3 separate regions of the Mus musculus genome follow, and all the other regions are linked to region 1. The links are chromatin contacts, called in public promoter capture Hi-C maps. All regions are on one chromosome and are shown on one strand. Each heading gives the region's core, a stretch centred on a gene start, on an enhancer-like site or on the middle of the called end of the contact. The rest is flanking DNA. Distances are from core to core; before and after follow the strand shown.

Region 1 (3,050 bases), core at 359-2,858:
TTTTTTGTTTTCGTTTTTTTTTTTCCCCGAGAAAACACTTCTGGCATTAGTAGACCATACTCCAGTAGGGCAAACATGGTCTAAATCCTTTTCTGTACTTATCAATTGACCATAACCAGCCACTCACAAAACACATTTGGGTGATAGCTTGGTCTTTCAGCTGCCAGCTCTTGACTTTCAGGTTCCTCTTCTTCTGAAGATTGTCTTAACTGAGTTCTTTATGGTATATTTCTACCAAACTCTGACCTGGCTTATTTTGATCGTATGTAGCATAACACTTCACATAAGCTTATATTGGCAGAAGATTCTTGTGGTGGTTTGAATAGGAATGGCCTCCTAGCCTCATGTGTTTGATTGCTTGGCCCATAGGGAGTGGCAGTATTAGGAGGAAATATGACACTATGGGGTGGGCATTGGGTCTCCTATGCTCAAGCTAGGTCCCTCCTGGGGCACAGTCCCTTTCTGCTGCCTGCGGACCAAGATGTAGAACTCGCAGCTCCTTCTCTAGCACTGTCTGCCTGCATACCTCCAAGCTTCCTGCCATGATGATAATAGACTGAACCTCTGAACTGTAAACCAGCTCCAATGAAATGTTTTCCTTTATAAGAGTTGCCATGATCATGGTGTCTCTTTACAGCAATAGAAACCCTAATTAAGACAATTCTGAAATGTAATAGTCTCAGATAATAATCAAATAAAGTCCACCTGCTGTAAAAACAAAAGCAAAACAAAAAACAAAACAACCAACCAACCCAAATCAACCAAAACCTGTTATTGTTCCAATGAGAAGCTAAAGGGAGATGGCAGTCTGGAGTCTGCAGCCCTAGGGTCTGATTAACTGCCTGAAGGTTACATTGTGTGTTAAGGTGGACTAAGGCATGGGGTCATAGAAAGGTAGGGCTGCCAAAGTGAAGGCTGCACAAGGATGCTTGGAGAAATCAGGGGATACTAGAACACATTTTCTTTTTTAATGAGAATTTACTAGTTACTGTTTTGATCTGACAGATTTTTGAGACCAACAATGTCTCTGTTCTCATTGAGTTTAATAGAGGTGCAAGAAGCAAGCATAAACACACACATCACACTCACATGTATTTGTGGAGTGGAAACAAGCGTGCTATTTATAAAACCGAAGCAGAGCAAAAGAACAGGGTTTGAGGGTGGCTGCTATTTGAGGAGACCCTAAAGAAGCCAAAAGCGCAAAGCACGCGTGGCCGTTCTTTTTCTAATTTTCCAAGCTGTAGGGAGCAAGGTGCGCCCCCGAAGCTCCGCCTCTCTCTCCCGATAGGCCGCAAGGTGCCATCTCCAGAGTTTCCCCGCCCACCACCCCGCCCAGAGGTGGGGCTTCGAGCCCGCGCTCAGAGAGCGCCGAGCCGAAAGCGCGCGCACAGCCCTCCCGGCATGCTTCTCGTCCTCTCACGGCGTGGCTCAGACCCGCGCCTGGCATGCTGGGAACTGTAGTTTCCGCCCTCCGCCCCGCTTCAGCGGTGGCGGTAAAAGCGACTAGGTCGGGCTCCATTTCTAGCACATGACTAGCGGCTGTGGGGAGGCCCTACGAAGGGGTGAGGGCAGGGTCACCGCGACAGCCGGCAGGCCAGCGCCCTGGCCTTCTCCGGCGCGCGCCTCTCCTCAGCGCCGCCCCCGCGCCGCGGCCACCTCGCGCTCCAGGCGTCACGGAGCGCGCGCTCCTCCCCCTTCGTCCCCTCCCGCTCGACTCGCCGCCGCCGCCGCAGGAGCAGACGCCTCCGGAGCCGCGCGCAGCCATGGCCGAGAACCCCGGCTTGGAGAACCACCGCATCAAGAGCTTCAAGAACAAGGGCCGCGATGTGGAGGCGAGTGTGCTCCGGGGCCGGCCGGGCCGGGCGGCTGGGAGGGGAGGGGCGGGGGCCGCGGCCGCTGGCTCTCGCCGGCTGGCGGTCAGTCGGAGTTGGCCGCCGCCTCGGGGCGCCGCGGCCCGGGCAGCAGCCGCCCTCTGAGCGACTAGCGCGGCACCTGGGACCACTGAGCGCTCGGCCCCGCTGCGCGGGCGCGGCCTGGCGTCGGAGGGGAAGGGATGTGGAGCCGAGGCGGGGTCCGCGGGCCGCGCGGGAGGACGGACCGGGATGCTGCCGGCCCGCGTGCCACCCGCACCGCCGGGGCCGGGCCGCGCCGCCGCTCGTGTCCGCAGCCGGTGCAGCCTCCCGCGCTGCCGCACATGGAGCCTCGGTCCCCGCGCTTACCTTGTGCGAGCCGGGCCCAGGCGGGCGGTGGCAGCCCTCAGAGGGGGGTGGGGACCAGCCGGGTAACTGACTTGTTTGAGGGTGGTGGATGGGGGAGGGTAGGATGCGCCAAGACCATTTTCTTATATTCCAGTGCGGTCCTTTGGACCAGTCTTCCCGAGCTGTTGCAGCTCATACCCCTGTGACTGCTGGCATTTAGAGCGAGCTAAAGGTGGACAATAGTTTACCATCTATTGTGTTGAAGCTTTGGGAAGGAGGTTGTGCAGACCTCTGATCTTGGGTTTTTTTTTTTGTTTGTTTGTTGTGTTTTGTTTTTTGTTTTTTTAAAGCTCGTCTTGGAGTCGAAGTGTGAATAATAGGAAAATAATTTCTTTCACCTGTTTTGCAGAAATAAATTGGATACATAAGATTCCTACGTCCTTGTATATACCACATGCCACCAAGCTAGTAGATTTTCCAAGTGGTTGCAAAACTGTAAACATTCATTGTGGTCACTCAGTTTGCTGCTACTCAGCATGTTGCCATTGTCTCATTAAGGTGACATTAGCAGCTACTATTTGCAAACTCTGCTTATTGAGGTAGCGCTAGAGGTCTCACTGCTCCTACTAAAACCAATGAAGTGTAATAGCACAAACTTCACTGGGACCCAACCTCTGGATTTGATGGGGGAAATAGTTTTAAGCCCATCCCCTTTTCTCTATTCTAATAGTAGGGAATATGATTTGTATAGTCCAATAGTTTTTGGTAAGAGGCTAGTTAGTAAATACAGGGTTTGGTTTGGCTAAGAAGCAGAGGAAGCTGGGCCATTTTTCAGGGCTACACAGTTAAGTG
Region 2 (3,050 bases), core at 297-2,796, 4.9 Mb after region 1:
TAGACTTGAAAAACACTTTTAGAAAAGTAGCAGAAAAAAACCAACAAACAAAACATAGGCATCCTTTCACTGAACCAAATACAAACGTGTCAAAAAGACCTGAAGGGAAAAAAGTCATTTCCAATAGCTTTTAAATATCAAACTCGAGCCTGGTGGTGGTGGTGGTGGTGGTGGTGGTGGTGCACGCCTTTGGTTCCAGCACTCAGGAGGCAGAGGCAAGCTGATCTCTGAGCTTGAGGCCAGCCTGGTCTATAGAAAAAGTTCTTGAGCAGCCAGGACTATACAGAGAAGCCCTGTCTCGAAAAAACAAAACAAAACAAAAAACTGCACAGTGGAGAGAGAAGGCTGCCTCGCTAGGGAGTGAACACCCACGTTTCTTCCTTTCAGCGTGTCGTAGGGGAGCCCATCACAAGCCGTCTTCCTATTGGCTGCCCTGAGACAGATCCCAGCTTTGATCCTGTTGTTACTCTTCCTTACCTCATCTCACTGCTTACAGTCAAACATGAAAGTCAGGGCATGAACCCCTGACAGGAACGTGGAAGCCGGTGGTTCTCAATCTTGACCCCTTTGACAGTGGGTTTAAGACTATAGGAAACACAGATATTTTTACTTACTATTCATAACAGTAGCACAATTTAAGGAACTGACTGGATTAAAGGCTGTGATTGGCATGTAAAGTGAGTAGATTAATTAGTGGTCAAGGAAGAACGCAGTTTACTGGCTTGCTTTCTGTTTCTGCTCACCTCATACAATCCAGGACCACCTGCCCAGAAGCGGTGCCTACAGTGGGCTAAGCTCTCTTCCTTCAGTTAGCAATCAAGAAAATGCTCTGCAGACACACCCCAGAGGTCAATTTGACGGAGGCGATTTCTCAATTGAGGTTCATTTTTTTCCAGGTGCGTCAATTTAACAACCAAGAATAGCCATAGCACCGGAAGTACCTTTAGTAGGACAGAGGCATAAATCCAACCTAAGGACAAATCTACGTGGGGCGGATTTCCTGGCCTTCCCCTTTTTCATTAACATAAATTGTAACTGCCATAGGTAAGGCCTAGACAGACTAAGAATTTCTCTATTCCCAGTCTTGGCTAAAACTGCAAATTAACTCACCCCATCTTTTTTACTTATTTTTTGTCTTAATAGGACCCGGAGCTTAGTCAGATTCGGCTAAATTTCAACTCCAGACCTCAATGAGTTATTTTCTTCTACCAAAAGTTTCCTCAACTTTCAGAAAGTAAAGAAATGTTGCGTTCTGTTGCAGTTATTTTCCCAAAACAGCAGTGGGTCTGATGGCGCAGTCAACATTGACCTCCCCTCCCCTGGCACTCCCCTCCTAGGGCCGCTGACCCTGAGCCAGGCCTCAGAAGGTCAAGACCACCAGAGACTACCGGGGACCCTCGGGCTGTCAGACAGCCTCCTGGGGTACCCACGCACCTGCTCGGAGATCCCGCCTGGCCCTTCCTGGTGTCGGATGGTCCCCTCCTCCGTGCTCCGCAGCCAGCGTTCCAGCCTTGGTGCTTCCGCTCCAGGCGCAGCCGGGTTAGGTGGGGCGCGGCGGGGCGGGACCGTGGCTGCGGCTCCTGAACACCGGACCTACGCCCCTTAGAGGGATGTCCTGCGACTGTCCAGCTGGGGAGAAGGCGTGGCCTCAGCTTTCCAGATCAGCCTAGCGTTCAGGACTTTCACTTTCTTTTTCAGAGTGTAAATTGCCAGTAGGAGTAAACCCAAAATTCGAATCTGGGAGACTTGATGGATGGGGACTTTTGACAGAGAAATGATTACGGATTGGGGTTAAATAGGGTGCTGGAATCCCAGGGCAGGTAAGAAACAAATTTCCCAAAGGGGCATCAGAGAGAATTTAGGACTGAAGAGCTAGGTCATTGGTAGAAAGCTTGGCTAACATTTGTGGGCCCCTGGGTTCGATTTTCAGCAGCAACAGTGGAAGAAAATGAGAACTTCTGAGTTTGAAGCGCACAATAGCATCCATCACTAATTGGAGACGCTCAAACGATGGGTCTAGGGCTAGACAGCTCAGCTGGTTATTTGCTTCACATGTGTGGGCCCTGGGCGCTAGAATCAGAAATGTACTGAGTAGGGACTGATTTAGAAATAATTCCATTAATAATTTCAGAATATGATGAATGAAACGAGACTATAAGGTCTAGACTAGAGAATTGAATGTAAAAGGTGAATTTTGGTGACATGATTTATTGGGTGCTGTCCTCAGGTGCCAAATGATCTGGAACTTATTATGTGTACTAGGCTAGGTAGCCAGTGAGCACTAAGGATCTACCAGTCTCTTCCTCCCAGCACTGGGGTTACAAGCACATACCATTATGTGTGGCTTTATATGTATATTATATGGCTTTATATATAGTATATATAATATACTATATTTGTTTGCATGCATACACATATGTGTGCTTATGATTTCTCTTCTTCTTTGACATGACTGGGTATAGGACTCATGTCATCAGGCTTGTAGGGCAAATACTTTACCCACTGAGCCACCTAGCCAGCTTCCAGCTTTTTCCTTTTTAAAATGGTGGGGGGGTGTGTTACACTCCGGTCTTTATGCTTACCAGGCAAGCACTCTAGGGACTGAGCCACCTCCCCCTCCCTAGAAACGTCTTTACTGGACTGAGGATATGCTTCAGCAGGTTAAAGTGCTGTGTGAAGCCCTGGGTTCAGTCCCTAATACTGTATTAAAAACAGGGTTGGTGGTATATGTGTGTAGTCCCTACAGACTGGAGGTACAGACAGGAGGATCAGAAGTCAAAGATCTTTAGTGAGTTCTTAAAAAGCAAAGCAGAAAAGGAGACATTTTTACTGTACTACTAGTTTCTTGTCTTATTGCTCTGATAGAAGCAGCTTTTGGAAGGAGAGGGTGTGCTGGCTTACAGTCCTAGGGTGTACAGTCTTTCATGGCAGGGAAGGTCTGACTGCAGGAGCAGGAGGTGTCTGATCGCATCTTGCCCACAGTCAGAGGGTAATAAGTGAAATGATGAGTATTGTCTGCTTTCCCTTTAATTCCATTCAGGTCCTTAGCC
Region 3 (3,050 bases), core at 233-2,732, 3.9 Mb before region 1:
ATCCCATCTTTCAAGGACACATAGCCCAGGCCTGGTAATTCCAGTCCATAGCTCCCTCCCTCCCTGTGACCTCCAACAGCACCCAGTTCTGCACCTGGCATTGTGACAACTAACTGTGCCCCATCTGGAGTCATATTTCACATGCTCAAGTCTTTCTATGTCCTCCAAGAGATTACAAGCCCCGACGGGTGTTATCTATGAGTCTTCTATTGCCTTTCTCACCAAGACAAGCAAGCCCTTGGACATCCTTTTGTAAACTTGTCACCTGTGAACTCCTCCTTCTGACTGAGTCTTGCCAGGGAATTATCCACAGGTGGAAATTATTTCAAACTGAGTTCCGTATTCCCTTCCCCACCTTTATCTCCCATGCCTCCTGTGCCTGAGCCTGCACAGTAACTTTGCAGCCCTTGCACGTTCATTTGCATTTGAGCTCTCAAATCATTTCTCTCTCATAGCTTTCAGAGACATCATCCAGAAAGCTTGGCAGTGGGAAGAGGGCAGAGTGGCTTCTCAGAGGTACCTGTGGGCTAACCAATTTCCTTGTGTTTCACCCTTCCAAAGCAAGAACCTCTATTTACACAACCCCCCTTAGAAGGATGTCCTCAGGCTACAATACCTGTTGATTGCTCAGTTTGAAACAAACTGCTCCACTTTACACCATTCTGTTAAGGGATCTTGCAGAAAGCAGTGAAGAACTATAGATAGCCCCTGTGCCATGGCCTGGCATCATGGGAACCCATGCCTGGTGGAAGTCCTCCAGAACCACAGGAAAGGGAGGGATGGAAAACAGGGCTCCTGCAAGATTGCTGGCAGGTGGGTCTCTTTAGATCTCCAAGAGGGCCCTAAAGTGAAGGTGCAGAGCCTTAACTCCCAGGCAGGAAGCCTTGGAATTGTTTGCCCATGACAAACTCCCTTTGCAGGCCCCCATGGGCCACTCCAGAGGCCCACAGTGCCACGGCCCGGGAGGGACCCGGGGTGAGCCCGGAAGGCTTAGAGCCAAGGGGGCGGCGAAAGGGGCCGCAAGAAGGGGGTTGAGAGAGGGTGTGTCGCGAGGCCAGTCCCGCAGCACGGCACTCTCTGGTTATGGAGAGGGCAGGGGCGCGCATAGCGCAGGGCTGACGGCTCAGCCGGAAAGGGAGCAGGTTAACAGGTCAGTGTGGCCCCGCGAGGCCACTCCCGGCCACCACTCAAAGTTGGGAGGGAGATCGGGCCGTAGGACCCGCGACATAAACAAGGCGACGCGTGAGAGGGAGAGCGGCCACCCCCACCCAGTCACCCCGCCAGCGCCGCAGCAGCCCCGGTCCTGCCCGGGCCGCGCGAGCCTCCCGGGTCTCCCACCCACCCCTGGCTGTCGGCCCCAAACCCGGGCTGCAACCCATGCGAGGTCCCGCGCGCAGCTCACCTCGGCCGGCCACTGACCCAGACAGCTCGGCTCCCTGCAGCGGCCGCGGCCCTGCCCGCCACCGGCGCGGCCCCTGCACTGCGCCGCCTCCCGCGCCGCCGCCTTCGCGCCCACCTGGCCGGCCTGCCCTCCCTCTCCGGGACACTGCGCTCACGTACGCGGCCGCGGCCACAACCCGGCCCGGATTCCCCCGCCCGGGAAGGGAGCGCGCCGAGCCGCTCGCAGCCAGTCCGCCCGCGAGCCAGCCAGACGCAGGGACACACCCCCGGCCACGCGCGCGCACGACTCGCGCGCCCCCAGCCCCAGCCCCGGACGTGCGCGCGCGCGCTCCACACACCCTGCTTGGCGGTACACAGTGGGCGCTCAATAAGTGCTGGAGCGACTCCTCTCACACATGCGCACTTGAACCTGACCGAGTTGTGACCCACTTCCCCAGCCCCCACCCCGAAATCCGAGCGTTCAGCACCACCCGGAACCGAACTAGCGTATCTGCTACCCCCGCGCCTCCTTTTTTTTTTTTTTGACTCCCCCCCCGACCCCCCCCCCAACTGAACTGCAAACCCAACCAAAGTTTCTGGCTGTTGTTTTTCCAGCGCGCCCCAGGGCGGGAAAGGAAGCCAGAAGCTCTAGGCGCCAGGGACAGGAGCTTGGCGAGGGCGACAGGGACCCGAGGCCGGGTAGCGGGAGGCGGCGCGCGAGGGCGGAAGCGCTTGAAAACCCAACCTTTCCATTTCGCTTTGGACCAAGAGTGTTCTTCTCCAGTTTTATGACTTTTATTCGTTTGTAGTTGTAGCGCGAGGCGATGTTTACTGTTTCTGGAATTAAATAGGAGAAAGTTAACTATTAGCCTTCAGCCCTTGTGTAAACAATACCGGTTGCTTTTTGGCACCGTTAGGCTCTGGCTTTTGGATAATTTGTAACAGGGAGAATCGAAGCGGTTCCATTGTGTAGTTCTGTGTTTTTTCTAGATAAGGCCAAGGACAGTGGAGAGGGGTGTGTGCGAATGTCTAAGTGTGTGTGAGTGTGTGTGTGTGTGTGTGTTTACAATCAAATTTAATGAGTAAAAGAGTAATAGCCCCTCCCTTCTCAAAAAAAAAGTTTTAAAATACTTCGAAGTTGCAGTTCACCTCCAATTTTGGACTTCCTGTGTTTCTAGGAGGCCGTGGAGTGTTAGTAGAGCTTGGGAATCACATCCCATTTTAAGAGCTGAGTTAGCATTGGCATCTTTAGCAGGTTCAGCCCTAAACACATCAGCTTCTTGATCTATAAAACAAAGCAGTGTAACTAGAGATAGTGCCTAGCTCACGGCAAATGAAAAACAATATGTCCTGGGAACTGGCAAGAGGGCTCGTGGGTAACACTGCTTGTGACCAAGTCTGATGTCACAAGTTAGAGCCCCAACATGCACAACATAGCGGAGGGAATCAACTCCAGCCCTGTACATACACAATAAATACATTTTAAAAAAATAGTATGTCCTTTTTTCTGCCCTCAACTATTTGTTGAAATAAAATTATCCAACTGGAATCAAAATTCCTACAGGAGATGATTCTCAACTAGGGGTGATTTTTTTTATCCCTAATAATATTAATTTGTCCTTAAAATATCTAGATATATTTTTACTGGTGTTGGGAGGGTGATTTCTCAC

Evidence for each region. Promoter capture Hi-C pulls out the DNA fragments that hold promoters and counts their contacts.
Region 2: a contact with region 1 is called in a promoter capture Hi-C map of pre-B cells, with 4 times the contacts expected there. The contact joins the promoter of Parp4 here to the promoter of Kpna3 in region 1. A contact is called at or near these places in 2 of 39 promoter capture datasets (liver and pre-B cells).
Region 3: a promoter capture Hi-C map of liver shows a contact between it and region 1, with 4 times the contacts expected there. The contact joins the promoter of Zfp395 here to the promoter of Kpna3 in region 1. A contact is called at or near these places in 2 of 39 promoter capture datasets (liver and pre-B cells).

What each region holds. Positions count from the first base shown.
Region 1 is chr14:61,438,505-61,441,554 of GRCm38.p6, reverse strand. Kpna3 (karyopherin (importin) alpha 3) reads left to right here and starts at 1,608. Exons shown (of 17, transcript NM_008466.5): 1 at 1,608-1,832. The coding sequence starts at 1,764.
Region 2 is chr14:56,574,115-56,577,164 of GRCm38.p6, reverse strand. It overlaps Parp4 (poly (ADP-ribose) polymerase family, member 4), which reads right to left and starts at 1,546. Exons shown (of 35, transcript NM_001145978.2): 1 at 1,435-1,546. It also overlaps a transcript of Cenpj not described here.
Region 3 is chr14:65,357,108-65,360,157 of GRCm38.p6, reverse strand. Zfp395 (zinc finger protein 395) reads right to left here and starts at 1,482. Exons shown (of 10, transcript NM_199029.2): 1 at 1,403-1,482.